Regions from separate parts of the Canis lupus genome. Here region 2 is linked to region 1. A link is a contact called in public Hi-C data. All regions are on one chromosome and are shown on one strand. Each heading gives the region's core, a stretch centred on a gene start, on an enhancer-like site or on the middle of the called end of the contact. The rest is flanking DNA. Distances are from core to core; before and after follow the strand shown. Region 1 has its middle 66 kb from the start of ETS2. Region 2 overlaps LOC119867068 (a long non-coding RNA gene).

The links. A called contact is a pair of places that touch in the nucleus more often than the background predicts.
Region 2: a Hi-C map of blood shows a contact between it and region 1, with 8 times the contacts expected there. The contact joins two enhancer-like sites. A contact is called at or near these places in 2 of 9 Hi-C or Micro-C datasets (both in blood).

The regions. Positions count from the first base shown.
Region 1 is chr31:33,451,885-33,457,569 of UU_Cfam_GSD_1.0, forward strand. No RefSeq gene overlaps it. Among named protein-coding and RNA genes, the nearest start is that of ETS2, 66 kb to the right of the region's middle. Within about 2 kb of position 2,572, at least 9 of the 20 cell types and tissues checked have an H3K27ac peak or open chromatin away from gene starts, as enhancers often do. A contact at or near this core is called in blood, where this site is marked.
Region 2 is chr31:33,680,072-33,685,756 of UU_Cfam_GSD_1.0, forward strand. It overlaps LOC119867068 (a long non-coding RNA gene), which reads left to right. Exons shown (of 3, transcript XR_005382403.1): 1 at 1-753; 2 at 4,451-4,566. Among named protein-coding and RNA genes, the nearest start is that of PSMG1, 150 kb to the right of the region's middle. Within about 2 kb of position 3,125, at least 2 of the 20 cell types and tissues checked have an H3K27ac peak or open chromatin away from gene starts, as enhancers often do. A contact at or near this core is called in blood, where this site is marked.

The DNA of each region.
Region 1 (5,685 bases), core at 1,322-3,821:
TATAATGAGACTGACAGAGGCAGCCCTGAGACCCCCTTTCTGAGTCTAAACCCCCTGCTGGTCTCCCCACCCAGAGGAAGAGGCTGGCTAATTACCCACCAGCCAGGCCTCATTCCAGTTGCCTGCAGGTCTGTTATGTCACCTCCAAGTGCCAGTTAGGACAGTATTGAGAATATCCTTAACTTTAATGCAGTTTCAGACCTGTGGGGTTTGGTCATGAACTTCTATCAGTAAAATATTTCTTAACCCACACTCTCAATACTTTTCAAAATACTCACTTGTAAATGATATACAACTGTTCTCATAACTGTATGTGCAAAATAAAAATGTTGAAGCTTGAGATTTAAAATAAGTATGAACAGAACTCTTAATTTTTTCTTTGAACACCCCAGGGGGTCAGCTCACATAGCAGGTACATCTGTACACACACACACACACACACACACACACACACACCTGCACTGGGGTGAACACATGCTTTTAAGAACCTTCCATGGGACAACTGGGTGGCTCAGCGGTTGACGTCTGCCTTTGGCTCAGGGTGTGATCCCGGGGATCCCAGTCCCACATCAGGCTCCCTGCAGGGAAACTGCTTCTCCCTCTGCCTGTGTCTCTGCCTCTCCCTCTGTCTCTCGTAAATAAATAAACAAAATCTTTAAAAAAGAAAAAAAAAAGGAACCTTCCAATCCCGTCTATTCTGACTCCAGCCCATAGAATCTAAACTGTACCTGAGCCATGGAGGGGCCAGGATGCCAAGATTTCATGCAGGGGTGAGCTCTTTCAACTTTAAACGGATCCTGCCATAGACAGAATGCTGAAAAAAAAAGAAAAAGAAAAAAAAGCAAGGAAAGAGTGTTTCCCTCACAGTCCTGCTCTTGTGTTTTTATATCACCAAAGCGTATCATATCCAACGCATTTATAAAGAATGCAATGTATAGGATTTATTTTTTGGTTGCGGGTACAGGATGGTTCCCCCTCTCAATTTCCCTAGATCCAAGTTATTGCGAGAGGAACGTGTCTATTTATTCACAAGAAAAATGCCTGCATCAGTAAGCGAGACCATCCATCGCAGCCACTTTACAGAAAACGGGTAAGGGTGGGGATTGTGCAGAAACTCGACGTTGCACCTGGCCGGTTTCCAGACGCCGCTCCCCGACCGGCCGAGGTCGTTCCCGTGTTGGCCAGGCGGTGGCGCTCGAGGCAAGTGGTGCCGCTCCCGGGTCCCGCACGCCGCATCTCCAAGCAGGTGGCTCGGAGAGGGGACTTGACACAGGTTCCGGAACACCGTGCTGGGGACGAAGCTTCTGGAAGCCGCCAGGTGAGTCTGCGCCGCGGAGGAGACTGGGCCCGGCACACAGAAGCGGCCGACAGGCGGGGGGCGCCGCCGGGAGCCGCCCGGCCTCGGGATGCGCGGGCGCCCGGGATAGAGACCCGCGGCAGGTGCAGCGCCGGCTGGGCGGGAGGGGAGGCAGGTGCCCGGGGGCCCGGGGGGGGGGGGGGGGCGGGCCAGGGTCCGGCCCAGTGCAGGCTGAGGCCCGCTCCCCGAAAACCCGAACCCCAGCCTCATTTAGATTCAACCTTTCAGCCTGAACCCCGCAGGTCCTTTCAGATTTAAAAATCGATTTTTTGAAGATTGAAAAGCAGCCTTTTCGAGTCCCACTAGTTCTCCTTCCATATGCAAACGAATCCAAGGTGAACGGTTTTTCCTGGTGTCCTATTACTGCACAAAATTACGGTTGGCTTTTCTTTTCTTTTTTTTTTTTTCCCCCCAAGGGACCAAAATGTTTTATTGAATACACTCAGCCTCCTCATACATCCTTTTTTAAAAAATAATAAATTTAATTTTTATTGGTGTTCAATTTGCCAACATACAGAATAACATCCAGTGCTCATCTCATCAAGTGCCCCCCTCAGTGCCCGCCACCCAGTCACCCCCACCCCCCGCCCTCCTCCCCTTCCACCACCCCTAGTTCGTTTCCCAGAGTTAGGAGTCTTCCATGTTCTGTCTCCCTTTCTGATATTTCCTACCCATTTCTTCTTCCTTCCCCTCTATTCCCTTTCACTATTATTTATATTCCCCAAATGAATGAGACCATATAATGTTTGTCCTTCTCCGATTGACTTATTTCACTGAGTTGGCTTTTTGTAGTGAAAGATCATCTGGTCCTTCCAATCACTGTTTAAATACAGGTAATTATCATCTCTATTTAAATAAACCCGAAAAAAATAAATAAAATAAAATAAAATAAAATAAGATAGATAAGATAAAATAAGATAAAATATAAAATAAAATAATAAAATAAAATATAAAATAAAATAAAATAATTAAAATAAAAGATAAGATTAAATAAATAAATAAAATAAGATATAAGATAAAATAAATAAATAAAATGAGATATAAGATAAGATAAAATAAAATAAAATAAAATAAAGTAAAATAAAATAAGACCATGTAGGCAAAAGTTCAATTTCAGGAAGGAAGTTCTTCTGAAAGCCAGGCTACGTACATTTTGCTTAAGTCTGCATATTTTTCAAAAACAGACTTCTAAAAGGAAGTGTTCTGTGAACCCGAAATTAAAGGCAAGTGCTTCCTCTTTTCAATAAGACAAGATGTATTCTGGATCCCTGCCCTTTGTAAGAATTAAACTCTCTAGAGAGGTACACCTTTGGGTTCATTTCCAATTTCTAAATAACTTCTCATAGGAGTCACCGTTATAAAAAAAACCTCATTTGGTTTGGGGAATGACAAGGACTGTGGCTCACAATGGTGCTCAAAGAAAAGAATGAGCAAAAGCCAGCATCTGCCAGGGCAGTCATGTTGGTGCAAGGCTGAGCCGCGTACCAAATGCAGCAGAATAGCACACCCCTCTTCCAGTCACGCTCAGGTCAAGTTGAAGACAGACTGAAGTGGAAGAAAGAGCCTGATCATCTGGCACACCATTGCCTATTTTTCTGTTTTATTTTGTACCAGTTCGTGGACAGTTCCCTGTGAACTTCATAACAGGCTCTCTGCTTTGGGAGCACCCACGACCTATAGGATGGCACACGGTGCTCCTTTCTTTCCCCTTGACTATATATGCACGTGGCTTCTCTCCCCTCACTCAGCTCTATTATGGCCCCGAGAGTGTGTATGGAGATGTCGGATCCTTATCTATTATTCGCTCAATTTGGACAAAATAGGGGGAAAGGGAAGTAGTGGCTCAGCTGTGTCCTGGATGGCTGATTGGAAAACACCTACGCAGAAAAGACAGTGAGTGTTCTTCTCTTTTTTCCAGCTGCATGCATCCTTCCCAACAGATGTGCGCTTTGGCAAGGTAGACCTTTGTTCTGTAAAAAAAGCAGTGCTTATTTGAAAAAAAATATAGTCCTGCTCTCCAAAGTTATACCTTAACCCACTTTAAAATAGGATGGGAAGCAACCCACTGATACTTTGCTCCGACTCTAAATGAGAGAGCAGAAAACCAAATGCCTAACTGGTTCATTATGGGAAAGCCCATCCAAGCTCTGTATTCCGAAAAACTATCCACTGACCACCATTTACTTGACCTTTCCATTGTCTTCCCAATAAAGAGCAAAGAAAGGAGAGCAGCAGGAGAGCATTCCCGATCAAACACCCAGAATGAAGGGCCTGCATAAGAAGACTGGGTAGGTGAAGCAATCAGGAAGTAATTTCCTGGGTTCAAACCCCCTCTCTGCAAATTGCTAGACTAGTGACCATGGGCAAGTCATTACCACTTCAGTGTCTCAGTTTTCTGATCTGTTCAATAGGCATGAAAAGAGAAGCACCTCTTCAGGTGGCTGCGCCGTGTGAGTTAACGCGTGCAACGTGCGGGAGGTTGGTTGGTTCTGCCCTGAGAACGTGAAAAGTGCTCCATACATTTACCTTGCTATTATTCCTCAGCCCTCATCACTCTTTCCCAACACCCTGATAAAAAGGCGTCGTTACCATTGTGTTTTAACAGTCCTGCATCTAACACATCATACGCTGTAGGGTTTCAGAAATGCATGTGATTTTATTAGCAGAGAGGGGGAAAGGGCTCTCTGGTTTAGAGGCAGCTCCATAGAATGAGGGTAGAACTAAGTTTGGTTTTTTTTAAGTGTTTTGATGTCTTTAGAAACAGGGTAAGTATCTAAAAATCGGGAAATAAGATAATTATGGGAGGGGCACAGAGAGTTGACAAATAATTTAAATAATATAAATAAATGTTCCTGATGGTTAAGTGAGGCAAAGGTAGGAACCTTTCTATAAACGGTACACTCTCAAAACAGGTCATAAAATGGGTAGGAAAAGAAAAGGTGGAATGTGTTGGAAAATGGGAGACTTTTATTTTCTTCTCCAGACCTTTCCAGCTCGCCAAACTGCGGCAAGATTAGTTGAGCACTTACTTTGTGCAAAGCACAGCTCAAAGCGTTTAAACATTTATTCCCCACAAAAGCCATTTTTACTTACATGGCACTAGTGTTCCCATTTTACAGATGAGAAAACAAGGAAGAGTGAGAATAACCCACTGGCTCACGGCCACACCCCTAGTCACTGGGGGAGATGGGATCCTAACACGGGCTTCTGGCTGCAGAACATCCTTAATCATCAGGGTACCCTGTCTCTTTGTGTATATATCACCTTGAAATCAGGGGGGAAGGTCATTTTTTAAAGAATTTAACGTTGTCGGGGTGTCTACGTGGCTCAGTGGGTTAAGCATCTGCCTCCGATTCAGGTCATGATCCCAGGGTCCTGGGATGGAGCCCCACATCAGGCTCCCTGCTGAGCAAGGACTCTGCTTCTCTCTCTCTCTCTCTCTCTCTCCCCCTGTGCCGAGCCTCCCCACAGTGCATCCTCTCTCTCTTTTTCTCTCTCTCAAATAAATAAAATCTTTTTAAAAAAGAATTTAATGTTGTCATATAAATAATTTGACAAAATATGGTGTTCACATGAGAATACATTCCTCAAACATAGTATGGATTTAGTCTTTATATAGCCCCAGATAGGATCTGAAAGATACTAAATTTGTACAGCTTATTTTGACTTTTCTAAAATACTCTTTCTCAAAAAATTAAAAAATAAAATACTCTTTCTTTCAAATATCCCTGTTGAAAATGCCTTTTTAGAAATACAAATACAAATTCCCCCTCTAAATAAACATAACTACTATATTATTAAATCTACTTTTAAAAGCATTTTTGAGGGGCATCTGGGTGGCTCTGTGGATGAGCATCTGCTTTTGGCTCAGGGCATGATCCCAGGATCCTGGGATGAGTCCTGCATTGGGATCCCCACAGGGAGCCTACTTCTCCCTCTGCCTGTGTCTCTGCCTCTCTGTGTGTGTCTTTCATGAATAAATTTTAAAAATCTTTTTTAAAAAATGAAAAATAAAACCATATTTGAGCAGGGGATATCTTGGAATATTTTTCTGCCATTTGGATCTAGAGAAGACAATTAGCAACTGAGCAGGAAGTGGGGACTGACTCCCACTTATGTAAGAATCAGAAGTCTTCATAAAATTCTACACTTGATTTTGTTTTGTGTCTTCTTTGAGCACCAACATTAAGGATTTGAAAACAGAAAGGTGAAAAACAAGATATTTCTTCTTCGTTTAAAAAATACTTTCTGGTTTAGGGGGCAGCCCCAGTGGCTTAGCGGTTTAATGCCGCCTTCGGCCTGGGGCGTGATCCTGGGGTCCCGGGATC
Region 2 (5,685 bases), core at 1,875-4,374, 230 kb after region 1:
CAGCACCTCCCTCCACATTGCCAATTCCGCCCCCAGTCCTGGACCCCAGCTCTCGGTTTCCCAGACTGGCCAAGGCCACCTCGTGTGCAGTCCTTCTGTTCCAGGAATTCCCTGGCCCCTCGGGCTCAGATTTTCTGCAGAGCAACCAACCCGAGAGGAGAGGCACAGATATTTGTTATAAGGAACTGGCTCTTGCAGTCACGCCGGCTGAGAAGTCCCTGGGCCAGCAGCGAGCAAGCTGAGCTCCAGTCCAGCCTGAGTCTGAGCCTGAGCCTGAGCCTGAGTCTGAAGGCAGGAGAACCATTGACGGCCCAACTCGGAATCAGACAGAGACACCCTTTCCTCCCTCCCTCCACACTTGGTTCTATTCGGACCCTCAACGGATTAGACACGGCCCTCGCACATGACGAAATCTATTCAAGTGCTCGCCTCATCCAGAGACACGTTCACAGACACATCCCGAGAGTGTTTTAGCAAATACCCAAGCACCCCGTGGCCCTGTCGGGGCGACACATAAAATGAGCCACCGCAGGGAGTCGTGGAGGGGAAGACGGTGTGTGCGGCCTGGAGGCCCTGCAAGCTGCCCACGTGAGCTGGAAGCCACACACGCGGGTGCAGGGCTAACACAGGAAGCAGCAGCTGTGGCCCGGATGGAGCCCAGAGATCATGAACTTTCTGAAGGAGAAGGGGCTGCAGAGAGAGGCACTTTCTGCACTGAGCCCTGAGGAACCCCAACATCTGAAGCTTGAGCGGGTAGGAGGCTGCAGTGGTGAAGACACCCGAGAAGGAGCTGGGGTGGGCCGGCCGGGTGGAGCGCCCACTCACTCACCCTGCAATACAGCTCTGGGGGCGGGGGTGGAACACAGCAAAGGCGAATTAGTCATCCAAAATGTTTTTGATAGTTATTTTTTTTAATCTTCTCCACTAGTTTCCTAAACAAAAGTATGAATGAATGAATGTGTCTTGGTCTCTGCACGTCCCTCTGCAGTTGCACAAACAGCCCCATCACTGCAGGGCACATCTGCCCCCGCCGCCACCAGCACATCAGCTCAGGCTGACCTGCGGTCCCTCCACTTCCCCCAGTCAAGGATTCTCTCTCTGCCAGAATGCAAGACTTTCCCCCTTTTTAAAAATATTTTATTTATTTATTTGAGAGACAGAGAGCGCACACACGTGAGTGGGGGGAGGACCAGAGGGAGAGGGAGAAGCAGGCTCCCCAGTGAGTACAGAGCCCCATGCTGGGCTCCATCCCACGGCCCTGAGATCATGACCTGATCCAAAACCAAGAGTTAGATGGGGCAGCCCGGGGGGCCCAGCGGTTTAGCGCCGCCTTCAGCCCAGGATGTGATCCTGGAGACCCAGGATCGAGTCCCACGTCAGGCTCCCTGCATGGAGTCTGCTTCTCTCTCTCTCTCTCTCTCTCCATCTCCATCTCTATCTCTATCTCTCTCATGAATAAATAAATAAAAGTTTTAAAAAAAGATGTGCCTCGTGAGGCAACATGACACAGTGTAGAAAAATCTGCCAGCAAACTTTGTTCACCCACGTGAATGAACGTCCACAGCAGGGCTCCTACCCAGAGAAGCCCCGAGCCCGTGCTGGGAGTTGCCTTCATGAATGGGTTTACAGGGCATGCCTGCCACAACCACACCACACATGCACACACAACTTTATACACACAAGCTCATACACATACTCACATGTGCTCACACTCATACACATACACTTATATATACACAGGCTCATACACATACTCCCACTTGCACACATATACACACTCCTATACACAGATTCAGACACACATGCTCACACACATGCTCATATATGCACAGGCTCACACACACACCCTCATACTCACACTCGTGCTCACATACACACTCACACTCCTGCTTGTGCACACAATTCCACACTCATGCAGGCATCCCCATCTTCCTAGTGGCACCTCCACTTCTGACTCATTCTGTTTGGCCTGAGAGTGTGTCTGGAGGAGATGAGGACACGGGGATGGAAGGTGGTTCAGAGGGCAAAGCCATCAGGAGATAATTTAGATGATCCTTCAGAAGAAGCTCTTCATCACTGACAGTGGTAACAGAAAGCAGGATAAAGAGTGAGGAGAGGGGTGGGCAGCTTCGTGACCTCGGTTAACACATCAAATAAAAGAACCCGGATCTGCTTTGGGACTGTGACCCTGGCTCCATTGTCATCTGCATTGGCACTGTGTACAGACACGGGAGTCCAGTAGGATCTTCTGTCCTGAGCTTGTCCCTAGAAGTACACAGCAGGCAAATTCTGGGGGTAAGAAAGAGCATGGCTTTTGTGTCCCTGGTTACAGAAAGAGCCATGCATTTCACGTAATCTGAGGTTGACCCCAAAAAGTCTGTGCGTGCCATTCCTGAGAGCGTTCTAAAACATGTGTAAGTTAAAATTCAAAAAACTGAAATAGTCACATTTGGGTGGTGGATTTAGAGTTTCAAATTGTATTCCTCTAATGTTATCATCTCACACTATTAAATATTTATTGAAAGGAGAAGTATTAGCCCTTTTTTTTTAGACCTTGTCAAGTGATTACAGTGTCATGCCCTGTCTCCACAGCTGGGAGCTGGGGCTCTCCATTCCACGCATCTGCCGTACACCACCACCTAAGCATCCTGAGGGACCCCACTCCAAAGGGCAGAGGTGTCTGGGCCTCACGTCCCCCCACCAGGTCACCACAAATGTTTTCTTTTTTAAAAAATTAAAAAAAAAATTTTTTTTAATATTTTGTTAATTTATTTGAGAGAGAGAGTGAGAGAGAGCATGAACACAGAGAAGAGGGAGAAGCAGACTCCCCACGGAGGAGGAAGCCCAATGCTGGGCTCGATCCCAGGACCCGGAGATCATGACCTGAACCAAAGGCAGACTCTTAACCGACTGAGCCACCCAGGCGCCCCCACCACAAATGTTTTCTAAGAAAACCGAAACCTCCCACTTCGTTACTAACACCCAGAGATGTGTGTTTCTTGGATACGGGGAGAAGGGCATCACCAGCTTCAACAGAAATCTCACGAGTGGTTACCAACACACAAAGAAAGGAGAAGTGAGCACTCTGCCCACTGTTGTGGTTTTGCTTTTCTGGAAAGTTTGCTTTTGTACATCCTCGTGCTTCGGTCCCTCTGTAATATTTCTAAGCAAAATTTACTCAGAGCTACACAGTTTCTGCGCTGTCAGAATTCAGTGAATGTCACCGAGTACATTCTTCCCCCTGGAACAAAGTTTTCCACCCTCTCTAAGGTACAGTGGCCCAATCAGGGCCATTTCCTTTCTCAGCAGTTGGAGGCTTTCAACTTACTATCTGAAGGGAGTGCCTGTCGGTAAATGAGACAGACTCAGAATCCAGCTGCGGCTTTTGTTTCCTTCCAGAACTTGGAGTAAGCTGAGTATCAGAAAAAATTTGCCACCCTAAAATGTGTCTCTTTGATGTGTGGATTATTTTAGACTTGTTATTTTTAAAAAAACAGGAGACTCACAAAGTTGGTTTGTTTTTGTTTTGTTTTTTGCCTCCTCCCCAACCTCCTAAAAGAATTTAGATAGAGAACCAGTTCTAGGAAGGGAACTATCGCAATAGATAACTTCCGTATAAATGAACTAGGTACGGTAGACAGAGAGAAACCAAGCAAGGTCTGTTTGATCAGAGTCCTCTCTAGGTCTCGTTGTTTCTGGGTGGCCCAGAAAACATTAGTTTACCAAACATTTACCCTTTCCATTCTTTCCGTGAATTGCCTTCCTTCCCCTTTGAAGCTCCAGCCTTCCCTACGCCCTTCCCTTTAGTCCAAAATGACATATGTACCCCATTTTGCCTGATTGTCTTCATAATCTCTCAGGTTTATGTGGACTCCCAATATGTTTGTAATTAAATCTGATTTTCTCTTGTTAATCTGTCTCATATCAAATTAATTCTTAGATCAACCAGAAGAATCTTGAAGACTACAGGAAAAAGTTTTCCTCCCCAGTGGCTGCTTCCTTCCCCAGGGCCTCGGGTCTCTCCCAGGATTCCTAGATCCCATTTTTGTAGAGTAACCAGTTTTCTAAACATGTATGCATTTTCTCTCCTGGGTTCTCTAGAGCTCCTTTTCGGACACACACACACACACACACACACTCCTGTTAAGATGAACTTTTTACCCCATAGTAGAAGCCTGTGGTGCTCTCAGCAAACCTTTGAGATAACCGGGGATCCTGGAACCTGTCTTACAAAAGATAGCAGAGTGGCTGATCAAAAAAGAGTCAGACAAGCAAAGTTCCATTTTGGGATAAGTTGAAGTGCAGCAACTAGACCCAGTCATTCAACTCTGTTCCTTAGTTTAAAAAAAACTGCAGAAGAAAAAATATCTGTGAACAACCACGTGGACTTTGCTGAAAGGTTCTCCCATATTGATAAGGGTTTGTCTGTTTTTCTTTCATGTGCCCAAAGGGAAGTGAACTGATCACAAGAAATCTTATCCAATGGAAACACCCCCCAGGAATGTTATGGGAAGAAATAAACACACATGAAGGACAATGAGCTCCAACGGGAAGGGAGCTTGCTCAGTAAGTATAGTATAGGCAGCATGATTACTAATATGATGATGGTGATGACTCCCTAACTACTGGGTAACTCCAGTATCAACACACAAACAACGATAATGATAAGGTGAAGGGGACAAGGATGGCTTGCCCTTGAACACATTCCTGTCCTATCAAGTCAACTCCTTGTATAGCTTCTTGACTTCTCAAAATCTGACTTCAAGACTTTCTTGAAAAGCTTTCTCAGCTTTTCCCAGCCCTTCCTTTACCACCTCCCAGCTGACTCAGGAAAAAAAAAAAACCCTTCAGAGGTCATCCAAGACAAATGTTGGAAGTTATTTAAGGAAGTTATGTTTTTTCAGCTTAAAAATACTCTATTTCCACCAAGGTGAGTCGATATAAAAATATTATCCCAGGAACTGACGCTAGTGTTCTGAGGGCGGGGGCTGGCCAACTTCTTTCTGTAAGGACCAGAGAGTAAATATTTTCGGCTTTATGGACCATTTGGTCTTTCTGTGGCTATTCAGCTCTGCCACTGAGGTGTGCAAAAGCAGCCATAGATAATATGTAAGTGGATGGGCATAAACATGTTCCAATAAAACTTTACTTATGGATTCTAACATTTAAATTTCTTATAATTTTCATGTGTCACAAAATATATTCTTTTGGTTTTTTTTCCCAATCATTTAAAAATGTAAAAAAAAAAAAAAAAAAAAAAAAAAACCACCACTGTTAGCTCGTAGGCCATACATAAACCCCTGTGAGCCTGTTTTGATTTGTGGGCTGAAGTTTGCAGACCCCTGGTCTGACTTATCAGTAACAGAATCACTGTGCTTACCTCTAACCTTAATGCTCATGTACATTTTACTGTGTATGTGATAAAACCTACTCAAAAAATCTATTATGCTGAGTGAAATAAGTCAATCAGAGAAGGACAAACATTATATGGTCTCATTTATTTGGGGAATACAAATAATAGTGAAAGGGAATATAAGGGAAGGGAGAAGAAATGTGTGGGAAATATCAGAAAGGGAGACAAAACATAAAGACTCCTAACTCTGGGAAACGAACTAGGGGTGGTGGAAGGGGAGGAGGGTGGGGGATGGGGGTGACTGGGTGGCGGGCACTGAGGGGGACATTTGA